Linked DNA regions of Mus musculus: region 2 is linked to region 1. The links are chromatin contacts, called in public Micro-C maps. All regions are on one chromosome and are shown on one strand. Each heading gives the region's core, a stretch centred on a gene start, on an enhancer-like site or on the middle of the called end of the contact. The rest is flanking DNA. Distances are from core to core; before and after follow the strand shown.

Evidence for each region. Hi-C and Micro-C count contacts between places; a contact is called where the count stands out from the background.
Region 2: a contact with region 1 is called in a Micro-C map of trophoblast stem cells, with 7 times the contacts expected there. The contact joins two enhancer-like sites. A contact is called at or near these places in 3 of 39 promoter capture datasets (the HPC-7 cell line and second pharyngeal arch cranial neural crest), 1 of 15 datasets of contacts at CTCF or cohesin (embryonic stem cells), 11 of 484 Hi-C or Micro-C datasets (the Ba/F3 cell line, the G1E-ER4 cell line, Sertoli cells and 4 more), 1 of 115 datasets of contacts at active chromatin or transcription factors (embryonic stem cells) and 2 of 9 other capture datasets (embryonic stem cells and liver).

Annotation. Positions count from the first base shown.
Region 1 is chr3:33,818,737-33,826,476 of GRCm38.p6, reverse strand. Ccdc39 (coiled-coil domain containing 39) reads left to right here. Exons shown (of 20, transcript NM_026222.2): 10 at 1-22; 11 at 922-1,086; 12 at 4,963-5,100; 13 at 6,461-6,669. Among named protein-coding and RNA genes, the nearest start is that of Ccdc39, 22 kb to the left of the region's middle. Within about 2 kb of position 3,161, at least 4 of the 459 cell types and tissues checked have an H3K27ac peak or open chromatin away from gene starts, as enhancers often do. A contact at or near this core is called in trophoblast stem cells, where this site is marked.
Region 2 is chr3:33,950,015-33,957,754 of GRCm38.p6, reverse strand. No RefSeq gene overlaps it. Among named protein-coding and RNA genes, the nearest start is that of Gm23175, 5.3 kb to the left of the region's middle. Within about 2 kb of position 4,479, at least 5 of the 459 cell types and tissues checked have an H3K27ac peak or open chromatin away from gene starts, as enhancers often do. A contact at or near this core is called in trophoblast stem cells, where this site is marked.

The DNA.
Region 1 (7,740 bases), core at 1,912-4,411:
GCAGGAAATTATGTACAGTCAGGTAGGTGCTCCTCTCTGTGAGTATCTCCTGTAAGGACTTTAGTGCCTCTGGTAGTTGAGTTATCCTAGTGCCCCATGAAAATGAAGAGTTCTAAGATAGCCTAGATAAACACTCAGCTGGTGGCAGCTGGCTCCCATGTTAGGATAATAGAGGCTTGAGAGGGTCTTAAAAGCTACTACTGTAATTTTTAATCTAAAAAGAAAAAAAGGCAAGGGGACCAACACTCTGGGGAGGGAGAAAGGACTGTGTGTTAAAGGACCTGGAGCAGTGGGTCCCTTAGTAAACTAAAGTCTGCAAACATGAGCGTCTTCCACCCACTTTATCTGCACAATACAGTGGAATGCTTGCCCCTTAGTTTTGCCTACATACCTACTTCATGTTCATGTTTATTTTCTAACACCTCCCCATACATCTTAATTTCTTAATCTGAAAAAATTCTTAGTTTCACAATAACACAATATCAAAGATGTTAAAATATAGTGAAAAAACCAACTCATTATATGTTGAGTTTCCATGGTTATCATGACAGGGTTTTTTTTTTTAAGTTTTAAAAATTTTTTATTCTTTTTATCTTATTTTTTTTATCCTTTGAAAAATGTCCACCAGGAATCCTCATTTATTCAGATCCTGTGATCTCCTAAGGTCCCTGATGGCACCGCAATTGTTCTCTGATGAAGTTTGTGTTGCTGTCCTGCATGCTGACTGTTGAGCAGTGTTGTTGCTCCCCTTAGGCTAGGAAGAATTTTATCCTGATTTGCTGGAGGACCAACTTTACTTTAATAATTAATAATGCCAGACCAAAGTTAAGAGCACATGTCAGATGCTGCGTCAACATTTAAACTGAGAGGCTCTTGGTGTTTGCATACACTCACTAACTTCTCTTTTAAAACTATTAACAGGATTTTTACATTCAGCAAGTAGAACGCAGAATGTCACGATTAAAAGGAGAAATTAATTCAGAGGAAAAGCAAGCCCTTGAAGCAAAAATCCTTGAACTTAAGAAGACAATGGATGAGAAAAAATCCACACTTTCCCTTTTGGAATCCCAGATCAAGAAGCTCCATGTAATTCCCTTTCTTGTGGTGTTTCCATCTCCTGATGCGGGTTCCACACGGTCCCTATGTGGTCAGAGTGATTCCCAGCTACCCGCACACACAACGAACGCTTGCCTTTCTATACTTTCTATGCCATGCTCTTCACTTGAGCATTTAATTCGTATAACTGTTGTATCACAAGTCTCTGCCATGTTGTTTTGCCTAACTGTTATAAATGCCTTGTAAAGAAGATGATTATACTTATTATAGGCTAAGACACTTGTTCAGGGGTGCACAGTGAGTTCAGAGAGGTAGGGTTTAAACTCCATTTGACTTCAAAGAATTCTTACACAGCATAGTGTGTAGAATGTTGGGAAAGTCTGATTTCTGCCACAGTAACTGAATTAGTTCTTATTTTTGAAATGCTATCAAGAAGCTTTTTTTCTTTTTCTTTTTTAAATGACCTTGTTCCCATTTAACCTCACAGTTATGCTTGAAACAACGACAGTTAGAAGGGAAAAGTCTTCACTTTTAGGGATTTGATTATGTTTGTTGTAAGGTAAACATCAGTTAAAGTTTAAATTGTGAGAAAGGGCGAAGGAAAGGACAGGTTGGAGCTGGAGGTTGGGGTGTAGGGCTAGGGATGAGCTCAGCCCTCAGCACTGTTGGAAAGGCTGGTGATGAGTGGCCTCTAGTGGTCATAAGTAGAATTGTCTTGATTTACTTAAGAGCAAGACATTTAATTTTAACATGACAGCTTTTAATTTAAGTTCATGGTTTGTAGCTTGATGACATAGTCTTTGTAGCTTTATGACATAGATTTTTATGACATCTTTCAAGTGGTACCTTGTTTTTTTTTTTGAAAATAGCACAGGCTTTGGGATCAGGCACACATTTGAATGTCAAGGTTATGTGGTACTGCTATTTTAATGCTCCGAGTGTTTTCTCATTAACTAACAAGAAAGGGCGGGGAGCGGGGGGCGGGAAGCAGAAACAATGCATGCTAGGTACTCTCCAAACATGGTCCTGTTTGACAATTTAGAGTAGAACCGGACTGTAAAGATCATGAGGAGTGGGCTTCTGAGTTGCACTGTGTGGGGAGCCTCAGTGTCTTCAGGTTCCTAACCACCCCGGCACACCTATGCCTATTGTTTCACACACAAACTCACAGAAATGCAAGTGAATTCCAAGTTGAAGCTGGGTAAACCATGGAGATGTGTTCTCAGCAGGGGTCAAGGCTGAGGGCTTCTTCGAGTGAGTGAGGTCTCACTCTTCTCCAGAGCTTACTATCCAGAAGGGAAACCAACCTCAGGCTCAAATGATGTTAACACGACTGTTTACTTTATTTTGTTATTTTATTTATGATGTGTATGTGTGGGCATGTGTGCCACTGTGCATTTGTGGAGGTCAGAGGACAGTCTTGCAGAGTCATTTCTCTGTCCACTTTTATGTAGGGTCTGGGAATCCATCTTCTTGGCTTGTATCTTTAGATAGCAAGCATTTTTCCCCTTTGAGTCACCTAAATGCCCCACAAATAACATTAAGTTAATTATTTTGTCCTAAATATAATTTTATGAAATCACCATTTATGCCAAAACTTTCCCTCCATTTATGATTTGGCTGAGATCTTAAGTCTTAATACTTCAGAGAAATATAAACAATAAGAAAAGCAGAGAAGAGTCGAGAGGATGGGTGTGTGTGTGAAGAATATGAATATCTTAGAATTTTAAATCTTAGAATAATAACTAGAAATTTTGACTCAGGAACCAAGTGGAGACTAACAAAACAAAGGTGGATCATGTGTGGGAAGGGGAATGTCAGTTCTTAAAACTAAAAAGGTGGTACCTGGCATGTAAGACCTGTCTGTGTGTCTGGTGAGGTTGAACCTTATCAAACATTTTTTTTTCCTGCCAGGCAGATGTGATCACATGCACCTCTGTGTTTAGTACACTGCCTGTGAGCGCTGTCCCAGTAACATCCCTAATTTCACAATAATCCTGGACCAAGAGTTGCTCCCATTTCTATTTCAGAGATGAGGAAACAGATGTGCAATTAAGGCCACCTGAGCCCAGAGCCATACTGTTAGGCAAGGGATCAGTGCTCTGGAGACCAGCAGTGTTTTTATCACCCAGCACTCGGTGCCCTGTAATGAGCTAGCAAAAGGATCCTTTCCTGCCACGGACCGGGCTCAATCGGCCCCCCTCAATCCATGGGAATCAGAGTCTCGGACAGATGGGCATAGAGTCGGCAAGAATGGGGTGACAGACAGGACACGAGGGAGTGTGCTGAATCTGAATGTAATGTCAAATTGAGCATCAAACTTTTTATACAGAAGAAAATAGGGAAGTTAGGTGACACATTGGCAAGGTACAATGAGGTTGCCGGATCCTTAATGACTCTTACACAAAACAGAGGAATGCAAACACAAAGACTGGCAGGAACTGGGCAATAAAACAACTGAGACAAAGTCAGCTCTATCTAAGGTCACCTATAGTCTTAGAAGTCAGGTGTGAGGTCTTTACACTCCTAGGGCAAGGGCTTTCATGCCCAAGTTGTGGTTCTAATTAGGGAGTTCCGCTCTAGCTAACCTTCTCATGAATAATGCAATACTCTAAAACCACAGCCCGATCTACTTCCTAAACCATTGTAAATTCCTGTATATGGGAGCAACCTGGCTTTTATTCTAAGTGATAGTGTGGGGGGACTTTCTACTAATAAGTAATGTAGTCTGCCATACATAACTATAAGAATTCTAGACTTACTTTGCTAAGCTTGCCCTAACTCTACTATTTGAACTGTGTTGACCTGGCCCAAGAGATTTCAAAGGAGAAGAATTTCAGTATGTGGCATAAAGACTGTTTTTGTGGTATTTTGGTGAAGAATGTGGCTACTTTTTACCCTTGTCTGACAAGTCTGCCTGAGGCTAAGGTAAAGAGAATTGGATTAATTGCATTAATTGCATTGACAAAGGAAGTTTCAAAAAAAGCCCAGCAGAGACTTTGTTCTCTGGTTAAGTCTCACAAAGAGAAGGTTGAACAAGCATAGCAAGCTTAGAAAGGCAAAATATAAAATATATGGTTCGAGTATTAAAGGCATACCAGGAAGTGAAATGGAGCAAAATCCTGTGTTTTAGGAAATAACAGATTAAGGGAGTGGGACCTTGGGGCAAGACCCTACCCAGCTGAATTTAGAACCAGGCATGGTGGTACAAACCTTTAATCCCATGAGGCAGGCATGCCGATCTCTGCAATCAGATCTCTGCAGTAGATAGTAATGCCTGATTTCTTTCACTATTTCTCTTACAATACTAGAGGCAATTCTGAAAGTCTCTGAATAGGTAACATTCTTACTGAATTCAAAGCCCGGGGTCGGCTCAAGGACTACCTAGGGCATTGGTGAAGGCCAGGAAGCAAAGTTCGACTTTGCTTAGGTACTTGGCAAGTCATTGCTTGGAGGCACCTATAATAAAACAATACTGAAAGGAAGCACACAGATCCATTCACAAGGACAAAATTGGAGCATGAGTGCTATGGGATGCCACAGTTCCAGGAGACTGTTTCCATGAAACTCTTCGCCTCAGGACTGCGGCCAGGTTTCTAAACCTGTCAAGCAAGTCACTACTGGAGAAGATATAGCACTTTCCCCTCCTGAGTGGTGAGCACCTTCAACACCAGACTGAATTGGAACCATACATAACACTTCTTAGAATTGTTGCTCTCAGGGTAACCCCAAAACATCAATGGTGGAAATTACAACGTTTCTGTGTTAATACTTTTGAATTTATGTGAAATTTTGAATAATTTGAAGTGATGTGAGAGGTTGGAACTCCTAATGCATGACATAGATATTGCTGTCTGCTCTTCATTTCATTGTTTAAAGCATACGTACCATCCCTTCTTTTTACAGAATGACCTCTACTTCATTAAGAAATCAAATGGTAAAAACAATGATGAGAAAGAGTCTCTCATGAATAAAATAAGTGAACTGAACCTTTTTATTGACAGATCTGAGAAGGAACTGAGCAAAGCCAAAGCTGTGAAAGAGGTGTGATGAATCTGGATACATAGTAAGCCCCATGCTTCCACAGGAATGGGAACCACAGGAAAATAGAAAACAAGGAAGCAATTAAGGAGAAAATCACCTGTAATAACCACTGTATTCAAGATTAAGTGCTAATAGGCATATTATTTCTTAGTTATAAAAAAGAAAATTATTCTATCTTGTATTTTCAAATGTTTATCATACATTTTCTACATCATAAATTCTTCTTTAAAATTAATTCTTCAGCATTTCCTATAGGGGCAGTTATGAGTTTAGCATAATCTACTTAAGTATCTTTTGGTCTGGCATTGTTATTTCTGATGTTCTGATACCATATGCAAGTGTTGTGGTCCACAGTGTATTGTACAGTTGCTCAGGTGTTTGGAATAATTCCTATCTGTGTAATTAAGCTAAACATGAGTATTTTAGGGACTTGAAACTATAGTTAGGCCAAATTGTTCTCTAGATGGTTCCATTACTACTTTTCTACCAGCCAGTATAACAATTCTTAGTTTACCATCAGTGGGGTTAGATTGTGTTTCCATCTTGATGGAGAAATATGGAAATCTCATTGTTTTAGTTTGTACTTTTTACTTGGAAAACTTCTTTAAAGTTCAAAACTAAATTTATATCTAAAACATTTCATTATGTTTCATTTTTTTTGACTATTCAGTTTATATATCCTTGGTTTGTTTTTTTTTTCCATTAAGGGGTTTATATTTTTAATTGTTTAAAAATGTTATATAATTTTTAAATATTGCCAATATTTTCTCAATTTGACTTTATAATTTCATTTTTTAACATAAAATTTAACATTAAGAATCAAAGGCATTTACTCTATACTGTTTATGCTTAGAAACTTGTGCTAAAATCAGACAAAGGGTAATTGCTCTGTTGGTTGTATTGATTTTGTCTGTTGCATTAGGTTTTCTTACTCCTCAGCAGTACCTTTCTGTGATGTGAGATGTAGGGATCTCATCTCTTGCTACCCAAAAGCCGTACTTGGGAAGTGGCTAACTTTACACTCCAGGCTGTTTCTTCTATGTTGTTTCCTTGCAAAGTCAATTGATTAATGATTTCCATGCAATACTCTACACATGACAAGATGGCTTTATACTACAGATGTCTTTCTACAGTATTTTGTATGACTAGTAAAGCTTGAACTTAATTTGAATTATTAAAGATGATTTGGATCAGCCCTAGCTCCCCACTCTTAACTTTTATCCTAGCAGATGTCACATAGTGGTCTAATTGAAAAAATGGGTTTTCATGTTTGACTTTTGTTGCAATAGAAAAGAAAAATACTATGATTGTTGTATAGAAATAATTATCTCAATACATGAAAATTTTATTATGTTGGTAGGATATGATGATCGAGGACAATCTTTTAAAGCTTCAAGTTAAACGTGCTCGAGAATTGCTTTACAGCAAGGCAGAGGAAGTCCTTTCTCTAGAGAAAAGGAAACAGCAGCTGGGCAAAGACATGGAAGAGAGAGCTGAAGAAATTAAAGTGCACAAAGCCATGCTTACCTCACAGATCAGATGTGTTGAACAGCAGCGAAAAACTATGAGGTAATTATCATATTTTCTTTTGTCTCTTCTGCTAAATCACTTTGCAAAAGTGTTGGGGTGGTGTGAGGAGAGCTCCCTGTTTCCTGACACCACCCTCATGCTCATCTTTCTCTGACTCATTAGAATGAGGTTAGAGAAGTCTAGTTGCTTCTGTTTGGCTAATCCTGTATCCATGAGACATATCCCTATACAAGATCAGTAATCATCTTCACTTTTTTAGTGCATGTGTATTCATGTGTATGTATATGAGGTGCATGTGTATGCCAGAGGACACTCTTAGGTGTCATCAGGAATGTTATCCCATGAGACAGGGTCTCTCATAGCTGAGAGCTGAGGCTGGGCTGGCTGGCCAGAGTCCCAGGGATACATCCACATTGCTGGGATTATAGGTTCCAGCTACTGTACCCGGTGTTTTTATATGGACTCTGGGGTCAAATTTGGGTCCTTATGCTTGGAAGACAAGCACTTCACCAAATCCTGGTCCTTGGAATTGATATTTTATGTGATCTTAAATAAAAACAAAAAAAGGTCCAGTAAGGTGTTCCCTTATCTAGCTCTAATAGTTAAGCTTACTGAAGCAACTTGCTTGCAGAATGTTTTAGTATCACTTCTGAGATTATCCAAGCCACGTTCTTTGGTTAATGTTAATTCCTTTTAAAGGATGTAATTTTTGATTGGTCGTTGGCATATAGGAATATCATAGTTAATTTCTAAGTACCGCATATTCTCATTGGAGTTGTAGTTTTAACATTTATGAATGTAGACTTTAATTTTCTGGGCACTCCACTTGTATAAGTTTTGAATACGTTTTGCTTCTCTCCACCCTATAAGTTTTTTTCTTGGCTGTACTTACATTATATTGACTGAATCTCTAGTTCAGTATTAACAGTAATTAGATACCTTTGTCTCTTGCCTGATCTCAAAGGGAGGGTTTCCTTGTTTTTTTTTAAAATTAACTACAAGGGATTTTTGCAGCCTTATTAACTTGTTTACCTTTTGTGGTGCTGCAGATTAAAACAAGGGCTTCATGTATGCTGGACAAGATGAACTACATGCCTCAGCCTTCTTCTG
Region 2 (7,740 bases), core at 3,230-5,729, 130 kb before region 1:
CACAACATAGTTGAGGATGACCGTGTACTTCTCATCTTCCTGCCTTTACCTCCTGAGTGCTGGAGTTAAAGGCATATGCCAGCCCACTCTGTTGATGTGGTGCCGGGGACAGAACCCAGGTCTTTGTGCTTGCGATGCAGGTGCTCCATCAGCTAAGCTTCCAACCCTTTTTGCCTTGATGTCACACTGTCACAGAGAGGTTAGGTTCCCAGCCATCCACTGGAGGGTACCCAGTGCCTCTCAGAGAACATGACAAATGCGGACCTATGACTGGATCCACTCTGCCTGCTACTGCAAGGCAGTCTCCACTACGCACCACCTCCAGTTAGCTCATCGTTAACGCCACAGAACGGAGATCGTGTTTGTACGTAACCCTTCCACCTTCCTGATTTTTCCCCTCTCAGAAGCTACGATTGGAGCAAAGAAAAGACAGAATATTAAAATTCCAGTTTTGCATTGCTGAACTACTTTCCCAAAGACTCTGACTGGTTAATTCTCACTGAGTGCTTGTCTAGCACCCACCGAGTCTTAGAATCCATCTCCAGCACCATGTAAACACACACACACACGCACACACACACACACACACACACACACGTGCGCATATATATGCATGCTTTTTATTCCAGCACTAAAATCATTCCATTGGATCCAAATGGCACCTTTGAGAGACTTGGAGGCAGACAGAATGGCACATCCTAAATTTGTCTATGAATACAGAGGTGTAACTTTTTGAGGTATCAAACCCTTAGAGATCCTTGGTACCACAGCCTGGATGCGTGCAAAAATAAAAATATAACCTCTGGGTAAGCTACAGTCTCTGGAAGTTCTTTTTTGAAGCCACCAAGAGCTTTCAGCCTTCTTGTGGTGTGATGGGTTCTGCCCTCTGTACTGCAGGTTCATTTCCTGTTTACTCATGCAATTACTTGGTCTTTCATAGGAGGGGTTTCCGTTAACTTTCAAACTACATTTCACATTCAGTGTTGATGTCTCAGCTTCCAGATGTAAATCTGTGAGACACTACAAAGCATATCTCAGAGGTATTCTTGGTATAAGAGAAAATCCATACTGATGTCGATTATTGGTGGCCTGAGGAGCTGAACAATCTTTAGGATGTTTGTGTACTGATTTTTCACTCTTGAAACACCACAGAAGTACCTCGGTGTCTATAGAAAACAACTTAAAGACCTTGTTTCAAATAACGCCCTAAGATTATTTTTGTGTAGAAGACGCGGACTGTTTCTATGGAAACAGGTTTTCTCTATTTCGTTCCGCTGCTGCCATCTAGAGGACAGGAGAAGTACAGCAAGTCCTAATGCGTCATTTTCCCCTGACCCAACCCCGCACCGTTGCCTGCTGCCCTTGAGTTAGTACCGCCCTGCTTATCTCCTGCCCTTTCTCAGTTTACATCACAGGGTTCTTGCCCAGAGAATAGATTGATCCTGTCCAGCTGAGCACAGGCGGATGCAGAGTGAGCCTGGTGCCTCTCAGTCCTCTCACACCTGTGGCTCCTCTCTCATCACGGATGTGAAGTAGGAAAGAGGTAGTTGATGAACTTGCTGTGGGATTCTTGGTGCCCGGCAGAATTCCTATGGAGGTTGCCAGGCACTGGAACCTTTTAGAAGGATTAGAATGTCCCCTTAAAGAATTCCCTTGCAGGGCTGGATTGGCTACCTTGCGAGCACAAAGTGATCTTGGTACCTCCCCCAGTCTCTCGACCACGCTGTGTTGCGCTTCCTGTTCAGTGAGCTGAGCCACCAGGGGTTCTCACCTGAAGCTGGGCAGGTGGCCCGACAGCTTCTTGAAGTTTTTCTGTGTCCTAATCTGTGAGCCAAAAGAAACTGCATAAAGTGTACCGTTTCAGAAATTGTTTTAAACTAACAGGAAGTGAACCTGCAGGCTTCCATCTCATCTGTTTTTAGGAAGAGACTTCTAGATTGAATACATAAAAGCCAAGTGGCAATAAAATTATGCATATCTCAGTTGCTCCATCAGTAATGGCACCAAGGCGCCTCAAAGTCGATACACAAGACGCTCCTCCCCAGGGATACCCACTGCCCCCTGGAACTTGCTATAATAGAGCATCCGTACCATTTTGCAGAAATTATTTAATTTTCTGCCTTCCACACAAAGCTATTGGCCTTCATCTGCTGATGATTGTTGTAGCCCTTACACCGAATAGACATCCCATGAGCGTTGTTAATGAATACATGAAGAGTATAGTTTAAAACCTTTAAGTTAGTTTCACCAGTTCTCAGAGTAGTTTAGTGTGGAACATTCCCATAATAGCGTAATTGCAGGTCAGTAGGCAGCCACTTCTGACAGGTGTGAGGTTACAAGGCTGGAGCCTCTGATCTGTCATTAGCTTCTTTACACCATCCCTGTCATTAGAAGGTGTGTTTGGACAAATTGTAACAAGTTTCTTAAGTGCAGACCAGCCGCAGTGCTGAAGCAGTAACACCTCTCTCCCCAGCATGGGGTAGTTAAACGGAGGGCTAGTTGGAGAAAAGCCACGCCCACTGTGAGCCTAGCAAAACAGTCACAACAATGAGCGAAGTTCGGACCACCAAATCAGGTGTGGAAGCCAGCCACAGCCCTAGGACGTGGGCTTCTCTCAGATAACCAAAGCCAAACAGTAAAGTCTAGGCAAACAGGGTCAAATTAACAACAATACAAACCACAGGGGAATTCCAATCGCAGCTGAGTGCAGAACAAGTGGGTCTACAAGTTGACTTTGATTCCCCAGTCCGGACCCCCTCTCTCCACCCACCCCACCCCTCCCCCTCCAACCCTCCATCCCCCACCCCCACCTCAAAACAAAAGGCACCCTGGGTCCTTCGTACTGGCAGATTACAGTGTCAGAGGCTGTGTTAGTGAATGGTCTGTGGATCAAAGGGACAGAATGGAGATACAGTTCAAGTAGCCAGAATTTTTTATATACCCCCTCCAACGCCCACAAGAAGACGGGTGGACCTTAGACTCACTATGCTGCTCAGGTTGGCTCAGAACTCGTGATTCTTTTGTGCTGGATGTGTGTACTCCCACACCAGGACAGAATTTAGTACTCGTAAAAAGTCCCACAGTGGTGGCAGGGCACAAAAGTGATGTAATTGGGCTACAATGTGACGTTAGAAAAATGTGCAATTGTTATAAATTCAATTATAGCTTAGACTTTAAGCAGACTTCTCTGGGGAACTACTAGCAATTTCAGTGGATGACGTCATAGCCCTTCCTTCCTTCCTTCCCTCCCTTCTCTTTTTCTTTATTCCAGTATGCTATGAGAGTGATGCAGGCTGTCACCCTCTACAAGACTGGCTGTTGGGACTGTCACTACCCTTAACACACGTGTGGCTCAGCTGTGGCCCTAGCATCTTCCTCCTGACTGCCTTCTTCACCACTTGTGGTTTTTAAAACAAACAAACAAATAAACAGGGTTCAGGGTCAGGTCCTCATGCATGCAAGGTGGGCACTTTACTGACTGAGCCTCTATCTATCTAACAATACCAACATTATCACTATTTTACATTTGTCCATTTATTTATTGTGTGTTTGACATGAATACTTGTATGGAGGTCAGAGAACTTGTGAGAGTCGATCACCTGCCCCTGCAGACCCACCTCCCTGGCCTCATCATCGCTATTTTCAAATGGTGAACAGTTACAAATACGGAATAAACATCTGCTGCCTGTTCGCACCTGTTTGCCTTGTTTTCTAGTCTCTGTTTGAAATGTGCATCATCATCTGTTATATTGTGTGGAAACAATCACGGAGTTTCCCTGCTCCCCAGAAGGCTGCCTGCTGGAGAGGAAGCTGCAGGGCTCTGAGCACACAGCTCTCTCACTGCACCTGATGCCCCTCTTAGGTAATCCCATCCGGGCTTTGAATCCTACCCATCCTCTAGCATAGGATGCTCGGATCCTGTACTTAGAGCCTCACTGTGCCCCATGTTCATGCAGTTATCTCATTTCTTCTTAAATGGCTAGCCATGGACTGCATCCCCTGTTACTCCCCCCATCTACCTGGCTTTACCCTGACCATAAATGGTCCCATCTTTTGACTGATTGTCTTTCAAATGTGGGTAGTTGGTTATTCTTTTTCTTCATCTTCAAAATTTCTTTCTAATCTGAAGCCTAGTGAGGCGACTCCCTGGGTGAAGAAGGTACTTGCTGGGGATGCCTGGAACCCCCTCCCCCCAAAAGGTCCAGATGCAAAAGCGTGCATGACCAAGCCAGCTCAGTCAGTCAACAGGTTCTCCCTCCAGCGCAGAAGTGAGGATTAAAAAGAAAAAAGTCAATTAGACAACATTGTAACATGACCCCAGCCAGTTCTGAGGCAGGTTTATTTTTTCCTAATCTGCTTTTATACCATTTTAATTACATGCAAGTACTAAGATCAGTTCTAGGTTGAGGAACAAGCAAGACAATAAACACAAATAGTCAAGGAACAAGCAAGGCAATAAACAAAGTCCCATGATCACTCCCGTGATCATGGTTTCTAAGGGCTTATCAGGATGACCAAGATATCTAAGCCTACTTCCCTGTCCTAGCCCAAAGTCATATTCTTGCCTGAAGCTACTTCTTTGTTCTAGCCTAAAATTAGATTCCTGCCTGAACTTACTTCCCTGTTCTAGCCTAAAATTAGATTCTTGCTTAACCTTACTTCCTTGTCATAGCTCAATGTCAGATTCCTGCTTGAAGCCCATTTCCTTGTCCTGGCCCAATGTCAGATTCCTACCAAGTGGCCCCCAAACGCTCTCCACACATTTGAATCCAAACATTCGAAGCCAGCAGGTCAGCTGGCTTGAAGTATGCACACTAACAGAAGCAAGAGAGACCCAGACTAAAAACAAGAGAGAAGGAGAAAACTCACTTCTGAAAGTTTTAGTCTAACCTCTACACGCGCACACAGACACAGACACACAGACACACAGACACACAGACACACAGACACACAGACACACAGACACACACACACACACACACACACACCAAATAACACATGTCTAGCCAAGCAGCTCTTGACTGAAGTAGAAGTTAAAAGCTGTTTGATTCTTTTTCATTCCCTGTGTCCATATTCTACACAGCACACAGAAAGATACTTTCAAATTGTAAATTGCATTCCTCTGCAGTCAGAGTAAAACCTAAACTTTCATGTGAAGCCCGCCTCACTCTGCTTCCCAATTCCAAAGCCCCTCTGTGCAAGTTCATTCTCCATAAGGTTTGGGCCTCATTTTTTCCATTCCATGGAAACATCTACTTCCTCAGCTTATACAACACTTGAGTCATAGAAATCTGAAACGAGGCCTGGGCTGGGGTGCTCCAAGCCTAGAACTCATGAAAACCATTGTGCGTGCTGGCACACACCTGTAGTCCCAGCACCAAGGTGAAGAGTCAGGTGGCTCTCAAGGGCTTCCTGGCCAGGCAGCCTAGCCTACTTGGTGATTCTTGGATCAGGGAGAGAAAATAAGTGCCTAAGGCTGATATTGTCCTCTGCCTCCACATGCATGTGCATATGCAGGTACCCATATGAACACACACACACACACACACATACACGCAGATACACAATGTAAACCCGTCCTCACCTCCTGTCATATTAGCTAATTTTATTTTTCTTATTACTTCATTAACACATTTACATTTGCTCTCCTCTATGAGAAGATATAAACACCCAGACTCCATGGTCCTCTCTACTTTGCTTGTGAAGGTATGTGATGGTGTCATTTATGCCTACAATGACACTCAATGAATTTTATTAGCGGATGAATCACTTCCCCAAGACTCCCCGGAACTCATCATGCAGAGTGTATGTATATGTCTGTGTCATAACTGTCTTATTAAATGGAGATTTTTTTAATTAATTATTTTATTTATTTACATTCTAAATATTCCCCTCCCAGTCCCTGCTCCCAGAGTTCTTCACTCTATCCCCCTCCCCTTTACCTCTAAGAGGGTGCTCCCCCTCCCATCCATCCTCCCACATCACCCTTCCCTGGGGCATCAAGTCTCTATAGGATTAGGCGAATCCTCGTCCACTGAGGCCAGATAAGGTAGTCCTCTGCTAGATATGTGCCCAGGACCAGACCATGTATGCTCTTTGGTTGGTGGGTCAGTCTCTGAGAGCTCCCAGAGTTGACACTGTTGGTAGAAATTGTTTTTTTAAATGAAACATCTTTATTGTGAAACCTTAAACAAAATCACATAGCATTAAGGAAGTAAGAAGGAAGGCAGGAGAAATGGCTTAGTAACTGAGCACATGACCTGCTCTTGAAAAGGACCACACTACATTCACAACATCTATAACTCCAGCTCCAGGGTCCAAGGTCCTCTTCTGGTCTTCATGTGCTGCATATAAACCCATGTAAGTACACACACACACACACACACACACACACACAATGACTTTTAATTCTTTAAAATTTATTTTAAAAAGGAAATAAAACAACTCTCAATCTCACACAGAGATGTTGGTATATTTTAGTACAATTAACACAATTAGAAACCTCATATATAAAAAAAAAAAAAAAAGAAAAAGAAACCTCATATATGCTGTTCTGTTTGGCCATTACATTCTGTTCTTGGGATAAATTCCTAGATAATGGATTGCCGAGTCAGGATTCAACTCATTTGATTTGGGGAGTCCGTGGGGGAAGATAGGTGCTTGTCCATCCTGGCACTCAAACAGTGATTCCCCAATCACTTGTAACTCCAGTTCCGGGGCATATAGTGCCATGTTCTGACCTTCAAACGTACTAGGTATGCAGACATATGTGTAGGCAAAACACAGCATTCATAAATAAAACAGAACAAAACAAAACAAAAACCCAACCGTTGGTGGATATTTCTAAATTGTCCTCATTACTTCCACTCCCAAGTCTGTAGAAGCCGCTAAGCACCTACACATTTTCCTCTCGCTGGAAGCATCTGAATATGTTTATTTTCCAAGCAAATGACAAATCTGTGACAATAGAGACAAATAAAAGGTTATTTCTTTGTTTAGCTTCGTCACATGATTCCTGCTGAGGTGGGCAAGGCCGTGGTTCTGAAGTGAGCTGGTGTTTGGTACTTCATGTAGTAAAAGGAAAGGAACACGATTTAGTCCTATGTGGTCTGTATGTGTGATGGAAATTATCTTTTTCTTTCTTTCTTTCTTCTTCTTCTTTTTTTTTTTTTTTTTTTGGTTTTTCGAGACAGGGTTTCTCTGTGTAGCCCTGTCTGTCCTGGAACTCACTTTGTAGACCAGGCTGGCCTCGAACTCAGAAATCCACCTGCCTCTGCCTCCAGAGTGCTGGGATTAAAGGCGTGTGCCACCACGTTCAGCTAAGAGAACATCTTTTTCTTATATTGACTTATAAGAATTCTTCATGTAGCCAGGTGTGTGACAGCTCAGCACATTCTGTAACTTCTGCTCCATAGAATCTGACTCTCTATTCTGGTGCGTCAGGCATATGGTGCACATAAATACAAATGCATATGGCACATCTGTACAAAGCACTCAGACAATAATAAATAAATCCTTTAAAATAAGCAATCCTAAAATATTTAAGTTATAATAAAATATAAAGTGAAAAGTTTACAATAAAATAAATTCTCTTATTTTTGCATTTGTGTTTCCTCTAATCAATTTCAGCTTATTTAATTAACAAAAGGGCTATTGATCCATTTCGGGGTGTTATATTTTATTGAATGAATCTAATTTCATTGCTGATACTCATTTCTTCAGACTTGTGTCAAGCTTAGC